2 separate regions of the Mus musculus genome follow, and region 2 is linked to region 1. A link is a contact called in public Hi-C data. All regions are on one chromosome and are shown on one strand. The core of a region is the stretch at or near the end of the contact, and the rest is flanking DNA. Distances in the headings are between cores, read along the strand shown.

Evidence for each region. Hi-C and Micro-C count contacts between places; a contact is called where the count stands out from the background.
Region 2: a contact with region 1 is called in a Hi-C map of double positive thymocytes, with 6 times the contacts expected there. The contact joins the promoter of Cand2 here to the enhancer-like site in region 1. A contact is called at or near these places in 16 of 39 promoter capture datasets (3T3-L1-derived adipocytes, the C10 cell line, HPC-7-derived erythroid cells and 11 more), 1 of 15 datasets of contacts at CTCF or cohesin (large pre-B cells), 55 of 484 Hi-C or Micro-C datasets (the AML12 cell line, B cells, the Ba/F3 cell line and 30 more), 14 of 115 datasets of contacts at active chromatin or transcription factors (the HPC-7 cell line, craniofacial prominence, embryonic forebrain and 8 more) and 3 of 9 other capture datasets (adipose tissue, liver and pancreatic islet).

The regions. Positions count from the first base shown.
Region 1 is chr6:115,617,024-115,623,954 of GRCm38.p6, reverse strand. It overlaps Raf1 (v-raf-leukemia viral oncogene 1), which reads left to right. Exons shown (of 17, transcript NM_029780.4): 11 at 407-491; 12 at 902-1,078; 13 at 2,093-2,139; 14 at 3,628-3,746; 15 at 4,039-4,170; 16 at 4,262-4,396; 17 at 4,546-5,386. The coding sequence ends at 4,689. It overlaps Mkrn2 (makorin, ring finger protein, 2), which reads right to left. Exons shown (of 8, transcript NM_023290.3): 7 at 6,513-6,657; 8 at 5,285-6,361. The coding sequence ends at 6,224. Among named protein-coding and RNA genes, the nearest start is that of Mkrn2, 19 kb to the right of the region's middle. Within about 2 kb of position 3,899, at least 48 of the 459 cell types and tissues checked have an H3K27ac peak or open chromatin away from gene starts, as enhancers often do. A contact at or near this core is called in CD8 T cells, bone marrow-derived macrophages, double positive thymocytes and 3 more, where this site is marked.
Region 2 is chr6:115,770,250-115,777,180 of GRCm38.p6, reverse strand. Cand2 (cullin-associated and neddylation-dissociated 2 (putative)) reads right to left here and starts at 2,624. Exons shown (of 15, transcript NM_025958.2): 1 at 2,503-2,624. The coding sequence starts at 2,570. Mir7660 (microRNA 7660) reads right to left here and starts at 1,524; the gene lies at 1,462-1,524. It overlaps Gm44180 (histone H3.3-like), which reads left to right and starts at 6,365. Exons shown (of 2, transcript XM_030255690.1): 1 at 6,365-6,389; 2 at 6,840-6,931. The coding sequence starts at 6,365.

The DNA.
Region 1 (6,931 bases), core at 2,650-5,149:
GTAGCATTGAAGCGTCTCACCCACTTGATGTATATTAGTTGGCATATTTGTTCTACCTGCATATATGTTCTTTGAAAAGTGACTCCCTATCTTCCTTAGAATTAGGGTTTTTTGAAAAGCTGGGAGGTGGCTTAGTTGGTAAAAAGAGCTTTCCATCCAAACATGAGGATCTGAATTCAAGCCCCAGCAGTTACATAAACATTCAGCTGTGGTTGTACTGACTTGCATTCTCAGTACTGGGGAGGTAGAAAGGGGCTCACTGGTTAACCCTAGTCAATGAGTCCTGGGTCCCAGTGAGAACCTGCCTCAAACAAAACAAAAGAAAACAAGGTAAGATGCACATAGATCCTAAGGTATTTGAGAAACAAAGACTATATAACAAGTATGACTACAAATTAATTTGCAGGAGATGTTGCAGTAAAGATCCTAAAGGTGGTTGACCCAACTCCAGAGCAACTTCAGGCCTTCAGGAACGAGGTGGCTGTTTTGCGGTGAGCCTAGTCCCTGGACAGCAGGGTTAGCTAGGGCCAGGCTGTGCAGGTCAGCACCTGCTGTGGGTTTTAAGGTTTTAAGGGACGGTCCTCCTCCAGTGTATATATGTGCTGGAAGCCAGAAGAGCCCTTTTCATGGACACACCCCTTCTCTGTACAGCTCTATGGGGTTTGGTTTGTGGTAGTGAGATTGTTTTGAACCTTTATTTCTTTTTATAGCTAATAGCATCTTTTATAGCTAATCTGCTTTGCTCTGGAGCTCAAACCCTCAGTGTAGTCACGGAATCACTCTTAGATTAGTAGGGATGAGCTGGACAGACTGTGCAAAGTGCATTCTCTGTAAGCAAGGCTAGCTAGCGTGGAGGTGGACAAAGGATGGTCTCACAGCTGTGCTCCCCTCCTCCCCTTAGCAAAACACGGCATGTTAACATCCTGCTGTTCATGGGGTACATGACAAAGGACAACCTGGCGATTGTGACTCAGTGGTGTGAAGGCAGCAGTCTCTACAAACACCTGCATGTCCAGGAGACCAAATTCCAGATGTTCCAGCTAATTGACATTGCCCGACAGACAGCTCAGGGAATGGAGTAAGTACACGGTTTGGTGAGTCCTTGTGGCTTGAACCCTTGAGCTGCTTTTGTGGGACTGGATCGAGTGGCTCTTTGACAGCAGATATTCATGGATGGGAAGTCCGGAGTTCCCGTTTCTCATCAGCCTGACCGTCCACTCAGCCATGGCCTACAGGGAGATACCCTTTCCTCACCGGCACTTTTCTCAATTACAATTCAAAAAATTTTTTTAAAATTATGTATATTTATGTGGATCTTTGTGTAGGTATGAGTGCCAGTATTCAGGAGTCCCCCTGGGGCTGGAATCAGTTGTAAGCTGCCTGACACCCAAACTGTCTCTTTTGATTATCCATTTTCTTTCAAAGGTCATCTCTAGGGTCTCTGCTCCCATGGTGTGGAGTGACCAGGTGACCACCAGGCAGTGCTCTTTAGCTTTGTTTCCCAAGTGCCCTTATGGTGAGGGTGCAGAGCTCCTTAGTGCTTACAGCCAGGTGACTGTAGTTGGTGTGTTACAAAATAAGTGCTTCGTTCTGTCTTAAAGTCATGCAGAAGCCAGATAGGTGGTGCATATCTTTAATCCCAGCATTCAAGAGGCAAGTTGCATCTCTGAGTTTAAGGCCAGTATAGTCTATAGAGCAAGTTCTAGGACAGGCAGGACTAAATAGAAACCTTGTCTCGAAAAACTAAAGAACAAAAAAATTCATACAGAACTCTAAATCATAAGCAGCACAGGTACAATTCAAATACCATACAAATTATTTTGGAAGTGTATGGCTTGGGGGCTTTTCTGTATCCTATTACTACATTCTGTGTTCTTACCGCCCAGAAAAAAATCCAGCTCACAGCCATCCCCGGCCTCTGACAATCTGCCTTCCCACTTCTGGGTTTGTCTTGGATAGGCAGAATGTGAGGTGAAATGCCTGGCTTGGTTTGCAGAGCAAATCCAAGTTTCAATATGCAGAGCACAGTGCTACCCACCAGTTAGCTGAAGGGCAGTGAGGTGGTTAACTGAGTGATTTTTCTCCTTCACAGCTATTTGCATGCAAAGAACATCATCCACAGAGACATGAAATCCAACAGTATCCTTTGGTATTGAGTTCTCAGCTTAAGGACCCAAAAGGGCCTTTTTGCACACATGGTTCATGGTGCCAGAATGGGGAGAAGGGGACTTTTAAAGGAAAATAGAAATATAGTTGAGAAGCCAAACATGGTGATCATGAGAGTTCCTTAAGGTTTTATTATTATTTTTTTTAACCAACAGTGATCTGGAAATAATTCCTTCTGAGGCGATACACACTTGAAATAGACTTGAACTCAGCCTGGTTAGATTATCCAGAATATAGCTTGAGAAGGTTATTGCATCTATTTCTATTGAGCCTATGGAAGGTGTAAGCCTGCATACAGATGGGAAAGTATCTGATGCATGTATCTAATACCAACAAGTCATAAGTGATTGCTGCCTCCTGCTCACTTTTCAGACCAGCATAATGTCAGCCATATAGTAGACCAATGTGATATTTTGTAGAAGAGACATGAACAAGATCCCTTCAAACTAAGTTATGACACAAGGCTGGAGAGTTAAAGGTTTACTGTTGATCTTTCTAATCAAAAGCAATTGCTTCTGGTGGTCCTTATGGACAGATACCAAAGAAAAAGGCATTTGCTAGGTCAGTAGCTACACATCGTATATCAGGAAGTATGCTAATTGCTCAAGTAAGGACACCACATCTGGTATAGCCTGTCACTTTTTACAGTCCATCTGTCTTCTGTACTGGCCATGAATCACCACCCCTGCATCTTTCAAGTCTTTGATGGTAGCACTGATTGCTGCAATTCTGCCAGGGATGTGACACTTTTGGTTCCCATCCCTGGCAGAGACCCTGCTAAAGGCTTCCATTTAGCTTTTCCCAGGGGAAACAGTTTGAAGGCCCACTGTAACTATTGTGAGTCAGACTTCAACCAAAATTCCACTAATCACCTGACCTCCTATTTTTAACTCAAAGGACACAATATTTCTTAAGGTCTCCTGGAATTAGCATCTTAGAACCAGTATCCCAGAATTCCAGAAATTTCAAAATGGCTACTTTCTGTTAAATGTACAGAAGTCAGCCTAGAGGCCACTGTTAGAAATAGCATCTCCTTACCAACTGCACCTTTCATGCTGTAAGATGGCACATGGCAGGGTGGTTAAACTCAGCTGTTCTGCATGGCCAATGAGCTATGCTTATTCGGTGGCCATGACCTCCTTTCTTGAGGTCATTCTTTTTCGGCAGCTAAGCACTGGGCCAAGATTTAAGGCTTGAATTCCAATAAATCAGCAGGTCACAAATCAGACCAAAATTGCCTGTTACCTAGCAGTAAGCTGACAGAAGTCACAATGTAGACCAGTTGGGTGGTAAACCTGAGTACCAAATGTAGGCAGAGGGGATAAGCAGTGTGGGGCCCTGTAATTGAGTGTGCGCATGCCATCGTTCCCTGTCTCCTGAAAGATTTAGTAGTGAAGTGAAGGAGGCCAGAAGCACTGTTATAAACAGTATAAACTGTCAGTCTCCTTAACAAGCATCGAGATATATTTCTCCATGAAGGCCTCACGGTGAAAATTGGAGATTTTGGTTTGGCAACAGTGAAGTCACGCTGGAGTGGTTCTCAGCAGGTTGAACAGCCCACTGGCTCTGTGCTGTGGATGGTGAGGAAGCTGGCCCCACACAACATGATGGAATTACTGGGCCAGAGTAGGGTGCAAAATTTGACAGCATTTCTGCACAGCCATGGGGGTCTGGTTGATCTGTGGTGTCAGTTAGCTTAAGGCAAAACCGCATATCCTGGCAAAGCAACAGAGGCCAGCGCCTGTGGGGTTTTGTGGGAGGAGCTACCCTGGGCTAAGGACTTGAACTTCCTTCCTGACTAGTTAAAATAGCCTGGTTCCTCAATGTCTCTGGAGGTCATTCCCTAGGGATTAACACACTTCATCCTTACAGGCCCCAGAAGTAATCCGGATGCAGGATGACAACCCGTTCAGCTTCCAGTCCGACGTGTACTCGTACGGCATCGTGCTGTACGAGCTGATGGCTGGGGAGCTTCCCTACGCCCACATCAACAACCGAGACCAGGTGATCTGCATGGCCGGGCGACACAGTGAGGGGCTACTTAGTCCTGGGACTCTCCTTCACAGACTCCTTTGTTCAACTGTTTCTTCTTTAGATCATCTTCATGGTAGGCCGTGGGTATGCATCCCCTGATCTCAGCAGGCTCTACAAGAACTGCCCCAAGGCAATGAAGAGGTTGGTGGCTGACTGTGTGAAGAAAGTCAAAGAAGAGAGACCTTTGTTTCCCCAGGTTAGAGAGCTCAGTTGAAATATAACATTCTAAGGATGTAAATGTGGGCCAGGATTGGGTCGGTGGAGAGAGGACCTCCACAAGCTCTTGGTATGGTTGGGGAGATACCAAGTTTCCAACTAATGAGACCACGTGGGGCCTTGTTTCAGATCCTGTCTTCCATCGAGCTGCTTCAGCACTCTCTGCCGAAAATCAACAGGAGCGCCTCTGAGCCTTCCCTGCATCGGGCAGCTCACACTGAGGACATCAATGCTTGCACGCTGACTACATCCCCAAGGCTACCAGTCTTCTAGCTGATGATGTAGCTGTTCTTAGGCCACCAGGGGACGAAGAAGAGTCAGCAGGCACCACTTTCTGTTTCCTTGGGGGCAGAATGCATGTTTTTGGAAAAGCTGCTGCTGCTAAGGACCTAGACTACTCACAGGGCCTTAACTTCATATTGCCTTCTTTTCTACCCCTCCTGCCCTGGAAATGGAAGCTGTCCACCAAGAAAGCCTGCTCAGCTCCAGAGGTATACAAGTCAGCTGAGTATTTGTAGGGCAAGTGGCCTTGGAGAAGGTAGGGCACTCCGGCTGCTGCAGGGACATGCAATTGGGAACTTGGCTCCTTGAGCCTATATGGACAGTGGTGCAGTGCCAGTTTTGCACATGGAGTCCTGGCCACCTGGGGGAGCCTGCTTTGGTACTACAGAACTTTGTGGACAAACTGTGTCTAAGGTGTCCTGTGTGGATGGCTTTCCAAGCGCGGTGCTCCACCTTTGGCAGCCTCCCACGTGCTGAATCTGTCTTCCAGGAGCTGCCCCTATGGGGTGGGCCGCGGCCCAACCCTATCTGTAGCCACATCCTTGTCTGTAAGAAAGCCAGGAATACAGGTTTTCTTAATGATTTTGGGTTTTAATTTTGTTTTTATTGAGCCAATACAGTTGGTTCCTTATGTTATTTTAATAAAATAAATTAAATTTAGGTTTAATGGCTACTGACTCCTTCAAAACTTGCAGTGCAGTTTCTTGTGCAGACAGAACTCAAGGAGCCCCCTCTGCAGTTCATGAACAACCAAGTGAAAAGCACACAGGTAATAACAGGTTTTCTTATAAAAATAAATTCAGGTTCAGGACAAATTTGCTCTTTCTTGCCCCCAGTTCTTAGACAGAGGAGTGACTGCTCCTGTTTACCACAAAAACAAGTGTGGAGCCTACTACTTTATAGGGGAGAACAAGCAATCTGTGAGTCCTGTGTCTTGTGCTCTTAGTACAAGGGGAGGGTAAGATGGAGTCTCCCTGGAGATCTTCACAACTGCACACACCTGTGACTTGAGACACTGGAAGGAACTCAATAGCCACCCTCACAGCTGTAAAAGTCTACACTATGGTACAGCAGCACCAATATGGCCAAATGTGTTCTCACTACACAGCTGCATCAATTCCAAGGCTCGACAACTCTATTAGAGATGATCACTGCAGAGGAGCCTTCTACAGGGCTGGCGATGTCTTGGCAAGGAAAAAAAAAAAAAACCAGATCTGCTGCAAGTTTACTGTTGCTTAAGGAAGAAAGTCACAAAAGAAAGATGGCAGTCAGGTTTCATTTAAAAGCACTCAATTAAAACAGCTGGACCACATAGCTGGTCCCGGAGAAAGGGGTTGGAGGTACAACTGAGAGCTCAACTCTAAATGTAGTGATTCTGTGGACGTGGTGATCTCCCTTCCCTTCCCAGGGGGACTCACTACTGCACTCACATCCCAGTACCACGTCACCTCGGGTCGGTGACAGATGCGTCCACACCGTGCCTTGGAAAGTTGACTGCAGAGCCAAATGAAGGCGTCAGCACTGACTAGGGTTCTGATGATTCTACTCCAGAAAGGTGCATGAAGAGGTCTCCTAGCTCTGTCACATCCACATCGTCAGTGCTGGGGACTTGCCGGGTTTCTCGGTTCTCGATAAAATCCCAAAGCCGAACTGAGTTAAAGAACTGCAAAAACAGCCAACAAGCACCCCTGGGTCAATGGAGATAGCAGCAGACGATGAGTGCCAGCTTGTATTTTGCTTATGCTGACTCCTGTTCTGCTGCCAAAGCTACTAGGAGCCTGGGCAGTAAGCACCCAGGAATGCCCACTACTTACCCTCACAGTGCCTTCAGAGCTTAGCTGCTTCCGAGGTTTCTCTGGCTCTGCCAGCCGCCCATCAGGGTAAGCATGACGGTAAAGGCACTTGCTTCCAAAGGGGCAGGTCCCCTTGCCTTGTTCAAAGTATTTGCATGCCTTCTTCCTGAAAAACACAAAATCAGAGGCTGATGGAAAAATGGAATTAAGCGTGACTACTGTGTTCTGGCTACATTACCTCTTTTCCACTGGGGAAGCCTTGCTGGAGAAGTGAGGTGGCCTGTTGACCTCACAGTTGGTACTCTGATTCTCAAGCTAGGCAAAGCTGCTGGGATGCACTGTGTGGAGGCGGCAGTGCTTAGGAGCAGGGCGCCCCACCCCCACCCCATCCCTGAGCTCCAGTGCTGCACTAGGGCTGAGTGAGGCTTGGATAACTCCAG
Region 2 (6,931 bases), core at 1,375-3,874, 150 kb before region 1:
ATACCATGCACATACACACACATATATGAATACATATACTTTCACACATGTACACACAAACAAACATACATACATAAATATATGCACATATCTTGCACACACATAAACACATGTGCGTGCACACATACTCTTGCTCAGCAGGCTCACATCTAATACTCCAAGCTCAGCAAGGAACAGGTCTGACAAGGGAGCAGGGTGAGGGCAGGAGAGTTTGTGCTCAACAGACCTTGAGCAGAGGTGTGGATCGAGGCCCCTTTTTGGAGTGTGTGTGTGTGTGTGTGTGTGTGTGTGTGTGTGAGACATATTAGATATCCTGCATCAAGTATTTACATTACCATTCCGAACAATAGCAAAATTATAGTTATGAGTAGCAACCAATTCATATTATGGTTGGAGGTCACCACAACACAAGGAACTGTATTAAAGGTGTGCAGTGTTAGGAAGGTTGAGAACCACTGGCTTAGAGCCAAGCGGCCTCGTGGAAACCCGAACCCAGAAATCAACATTCACAAATATACCGCAGCATTTCAAACACCTCAGGTCTGCAGACATCACTCTCAGAGGAAATGTCATGGTGCTGGGGTGGTGGGGATAATAATTTGACAAGCAAGAGCTCCAAAGCAGAGCGAGGCTTTAAGTAAACATACTTGTCTTATCAGTGAGGTAAAATTTGGCCAGCTGCCTCCTTAACCCCAAGCCTCGGTTTTTCCATGAATAAAACGGAAATTGTCTTTGCCCCTCTCCCACAGCATCCTTGAGGGTTTTAATAGGTCAATCTGAGCAAGCAGGCTCAGAGAGGTTACGAAGCACCAGCGTGAGGTAGGTCACCTGAATCCTCAAACAGCACTGCCTCAGTGAAAAAGGATTTGGACATCCCTGTCAGACCTCTCAAGTTCTTGGTTTTCTCTGTCAAGAGTCTGATCCCCAAATAAAACTGAGAACCAAGGCTGGCTGTCCCTTGCCTGGAACCCCAGTCAGACATTCCCCGCTGGGAACCATAAGCCATGGTCTCCTGCCATGTTGAGAGGCAGCACCATAGGACACTGGGACACATGGTGCCTGGACAGCTGGTGGGGGGCGGGGGTTGGGAGGAGGCTCAGGCTCTTGGTATTCAGACTTTTAAAAATAGAAACCATTCTCATATGCTCAGGGTGGTTTTAGGTGTCCTCAACGCTGCTGGCAGGGACAGATTTAAAGGGCTTCTCAGGCCCTGAGTGATAGAGCCAACTCCCTGATAGGCCCAGGAGTCATTCCCTCAACTCTGGCAGGCCATGTGACTTTGAGTAAGTCAAAGCCCCCTCCAGACTTCTGGAGAACAGAAAGAACTTGGGCCCAAAGAACAAAGAACAGTCTACCAGGACCTGCCCCGTTTCCCTGCACAGAGTCAGGACAACCATTCACAAAGCACTTACCTGCTACCTAAAGCACAAACAGCTAAGCTAAGGCTCAGAGGGCATGGAGTACTTTGCCCATCACTTACAGATCTAGTTAGTGATGGTTGCCGAGATCTGAAGCCAGGGCAAAGGATCCCAAGCCCTACTACCACTGTGGGGCTTAGGGCTGCACAGAGATTTTTGAGGACTGTATTTACAGGACACGGAAAAGGTCAGACCACACAAATAGGCTTCTGGCCCCTCCGGACTGGCTAGATTGGGAATCCCACTGACACCTCCAACTCTGCTTGGCCCTACCGTTAGCATTGTATCCAGGCCCTTCATGTCCCTGAACCTAATTTTCCCTGTTTGTAATCGGAGGGATAACTACTGTGACAGAAGACTCAGAATGGTGCACTGTCCTGTTGACTTGAGGGTCCACAACTGACCAACAACCCCTTTTTATCACTGAACCTCAGTTTCCCCTGCAAGAGGGGCTGCATCAGATATTCCCATTCCTCTTGCCAACTCTGTTCCTGTGTTTCTGTGGTGTTTGGAGAGGAGGATAGGAGAAAAAGAATGGGGGAGAGAGATAGCCCTCACCCCAACCTTTGCTTCCTGCTCTAAACCATCTTGGGAGAGGAGGGGAATAAGGAAGATGGGGTGGTGATGAGGGGCCAGGGAGAAAAGGCACGGGATGAAAAGAAAGAGATGAAAGAAAAGTAAAGTTTGTTAGGGTTAGGAGACCCGGTAGGGGTACAGGGTGCGGGGGATGGGGTAACCTAGAGACCGGGCAGAAGTGTGGGTCTCGGAAGATAGCCTTGGATGGAGGTTGTGCAGGGAAGCGGCCTGTTTCAATGAGGGTCAGAAGAGGACTGCACTGGGTTCCAAAGAGAGGCCGACGGGGACTTCACTGGAGAGCCTGGGGGGCGCCCAGTGTTGGGGACTTGAGAGGCCAGCACAGCAAAGGCGGGAAGAGGCTGGGGGCGGGGCTGCAGGCCCAGCCAGGCCCAGGCGAAGAGGCCGGGGGCTCCCACAGGGGTCCGCAGGGGGGGGGCAGGGGAGCAGAGGGGCGGCCGGGACAGGCTGAGACCCCTGAAAACGAGTCCCGAGCCCCCACAGGGCGCACCTGAAGTCTTTGTCGCTGGACGTCATCTTCTCCAGCAGGCTGGAGATGTAGAAGGCACCGGTACTCATGCTGGCTGCGCCGCGGGGTTGCGGGTCGAATCGAATATGGCGGCGCGGCCTCCCCTCCCCTCCACCACGCCCCCTCCCCCACCGGCCACGCCCCTTCTCTCTCTCTCTCTCTCTCTCTCTCTCTCTCTCTCTCTCTCTCTCTCTCTCTCTCTCTCTCTCTCTCTCTCTCTCTCTCTCTCTCTCTCTCTCTCTCTCTCTCTCTCTCTCTCTCTCTCTCTCTCTCTCTCTCTCTCTCTCTCTCTCTCTCTCTCTCTCTCTCTCTCTCCCCTCCTGTCCCGAGCAGGACTGAAGTAACGGGCCTGGCCCCCTCTCCTGGACAGCTCTGCTCAGCATGGGCACCAGCAGCTCACCACCCGGCCCTGACCACGCCTTCTCCCGATTGTGCCTTGAAGACCCCTTGACTTTGCTCTCTCAATGGCACTCATGCAAACAGGGACATGGGATGGCAATTCCAGATTCTACCAGGTTCCACACAGCCAAAGAACCTGAGATGAATTAAGGACGGACTTCAGGTTCCCAAAGCCGAGAGCAATAGCTGTTCCCTAAAGTTGATCACAGTTTTCCCCAGTTAGGAGGTGTGTGTGTGTGTGTGTGTGTGTGTGTGCGCGCGCGCGCGCGTAGATCTTTAGGGGGACTCTTTAAACTGGAAAGGAAGTGTCGCTTCAAATCTCTGCTACCTAGCTTGGGGAGTCACACAACCTCTGCTGGCTATTTTTAGTTACTCAAAGGAATAAAAGAAACCTTTATCTTTCTTGCTTTGTTTTGTTTTTTCTTTTTTGTTTTTGTTTTTGTTTTTTGAGACAAGGTTTCTCTGTATAGTAATTGCTGCCCTGAAACTCACTTTGTAGACCAGGCTAGCCTCAAACTCAGAGACCTGCCTGCCTCTTTCTCCCAGGTATTGAGATTAAAGGCATGCACCAAGACCCTGGTTAAGAAAGTTTTATCTTAAATGTATTAAAATTTCTGTTTTGGTTCTTCTCTACCACAGAGCCACACCCTCAGGTTGGTAAAAGGAAATCTAGGGGGCTGGGGTGTCTCATACCTGCAATTCCAGAACTTGGCAGGTGAAGGCAGGAAGGCAGGAGGATCAAAATTTCAACCTTGGCTACATAGATCCTGTCTTTAGAAAAAAAGATAAAGAAAGGAAGGATTTAAATGAGACATCTGCTACATCTTTGATTTCCGACTCCTAATCCAACTTCTCTTCCTCTAGATGACTGAACAGTGGCTACAAAGTCCCAAGCCTTGGAGGCTAGGGACCTCTACATTTCTCCTAGTCTTCTTGCTCCTGTCTCGCTCACACCTATGTGGCCATCCCAGAAGAAAGTCATTGTTTCATGAATGAGAAGGGGAGACAGCCCTTCAGGGGACTGTGAATACTCCCAGGGAGAAATATAGCAATCACTTGGCACCTTAGGCAGTTATTTAGTAAATGACAGTGGAGACAAAATTGGAATTTTTTACATTTTATCATTATTATTTATTTGTATTTTGTATCTAGGAGTTTCTTGCTCACATACACATATGTATATGTGTGTGTATATATATATATATATATATATATATATATATATATATATATGTGTGTGTGTGTGTGTATGTATGTATGCGTATGTATATATGTATATATATGTGTGTATATATGTATGTGTGTATATGTATATGTATATATATGTGTGTGTATATATATATGTGTGTGTATATATATATATGTGTGTGTATATATATATATATATATATATATATATATATTGCAGTACCCATGAAGGACAGAAGAGGGCAATAGACTCCAAGAAACTGTAGTTACCCACTGTTGTGAGCTGTCACATGCATACTGGGACCCCAGGACCTGTGCAAGAGCAATAAATGGTTTTAACTACTGAGCCATCTCTCCAGCCCCCTTTTTCATTTTTTATAACAATAGACTGATTTGGGTAAAGGTTGCTATTTCACTCCTCTGGTAAACCCTGTTTACAGTTCAGAGTTTCAGATCTTACTCCTTGAGCACTTAGTGGGACTCTGGAAGCCTGCATGTGTTGAATGAAAGCATGCGTTTTCTAACTGTAGAGTGCATCATCTTACATTGGATTTGTATTCCAATCAAACTTTTTAAAGTAATTTAAAGGTTTGTCTTATTTTATGTATATGAATGTTTAGCTTGCATGTATGTCTGTGTACCATGTGAATGCAGTACCCGAAGAGGCCAGAGGAGGGCGTCAGATCCCCTGGAACTAGAGTTATAGACGGTTGTGAACCACCATGTGGGTGCTGAGAATTGAACCCAGGTCCTCTGCAAGAGTAACAAGTGCTCAGGGCTGGCGAGATGGCTCAGTGGGTAAGAGCACTGACTGTTCTTCTGAAGGTCCTGAGTTCAAATTCCAGTAACCACATGGTGGCTCACAACCACCCGTAATGAGATTTGATGCCCTCTTCTGGTGTGTTTGAAGTCAGCTACAGTGTACTTATGTAAAATAATAAATAAATCTCTGGGCCTGAGCAAGCAGGGTTGACCGGTGTGAGCAGAGGTCCTAAAATTCAATTCCCAACAACCACATAGAAGGCTCACAACCATCTGTACAGCTACAGTGTACTCTCATACATAAAATAAATTAATAAATAAATCTTTTTTTAAAAGAAGAATAACAAGTGCTCTAAACCACTGAGCCATCCTTCTACCCATAATTAATTAACTAGTTAATTTTGGTTTCTCAAGACAGGGTGGGCTGGAGAGATGGCTCAGCGGTTAAGAGCACTGACTGCCCTTCTGAAGGTCCTGAGTTCAAATCCCAGCAACCACATGGTGGCTCACAACCATCTGTAATGAGATCTGAGATCTGATGCCCTCTTATGGGGGTGTCTGAAGACATCTACTGTGTACTTACATATAATAAATAAATGAATCTTATAAAAAAACCAAAAGACAGAGTTTCTCTGTGTAGCCTTGGCTGTCCTGTACTCACTCTGTAGGCTAGGCTGGAGTCAAACTCAGAGATCTGCCTGCCTCTACCCCTGCCCCTGCCCCTGCCCCTGGCCCTGCCTCTGCTTCTTGAGTGCTGGGCTTAAAGGTGTGCAACACCACCGCCCAACAGTAAAATCTATTCATTTTATGTGTTACAAAATTTAAATTTCCATCATCATTCTTCCTTCGAGACTGTTTTTAATGGAACTTCTGGGTGTTCAATAGCCATGCTTAAAGATTGAAATCAATAGTATAAAGAGACAAAAAGGACAGCCAGTATTCTGCCCCTGCCCTCCAAAGTCTGTTAGGTCTCAAGACAAGAGAAGAGTTTGACACCTCAAAAAGGGTTCTAAATAAAACACCACTAAGTGTGCTGCTGTGAATAAGAAATGTCTCCCATGGCCTGAGGCATTAACACACTTGGTCCTCAGTTAGTAACCCGCTTGGGGAAGCTTAGGAGGTGCAGTCTTGATGGAGACAGTATGTCGGGAGGGGTGGACTTTGACAGAGCACAGTTTCTCTGAAAGATGTGACAGCTGAACTTCCTGCTCTTCTTGCCAGACCTGCTGTCACTTTCCAGCCAGGATGGACTCTTGTCCCTCTGGGACCGTAAAGCCAAACAAACCCTCACTTCTATTAGTTGCCTAGGTCATGGTGTTTTAACACAGCAACAGAGGCCTAGTTAAGATCGAGGTCACAGGGCTAAACCTACAGCTGGAGACTCTGGGGATCAAACTGTATCCAATAGCAGGTGACTGACTTTGACCTGTGGGAAAGTCAGAAACTCATCCTCCTGGAACTATTTTCCATTCTTTGTTGCCTATGTGGCGACACCATGATGAGTGCTGTAGAATTTGATGGTGACTAGGTGTGCTTCTACCCCTGATGTCTCAACCCTGAAGATTCCAAACTTCCTACTGGTAAAAGGCACATGCGGAGCCTAGAGTTTTGAGGCACAAGAAGGAGCTATTGAAAGAGGTCTGCTAGCCCAAGGACTGGGGGGAGGGGGGGTCCTCTGGAATCTGAACACAGTCCTCAGCCTGCTTCTAGCCCGGGCTGCACCTGAAGAAACTTGCTAGCCATTGAGGAATGTGTTCCAGAATGGTTACAGTCCATCATGCCAGCAGGAGCCTATCAGCCAGGAAGCAAAGAGACCACATTTCATATGCACAGGAAGCAGAGAGCCCTCCTCCTTCTCAATAACCAAGGTTCTATGGTGTATTCAAAGATGCTTTGGGCCGCCGCTCTCCAACGCCAGCGCCGCTTCTGGCTTGCCGAGCTCCAGCCAAAGGAGAAGGGGGGTAAGTAAGGAGGTGTCCATACCGTGGCTCGCACAAAGCAGACTGCTCGCAAATCCACCGGTGGTAAAGCACCCAGGAAACAACTGGCTACAAAAGCCGCT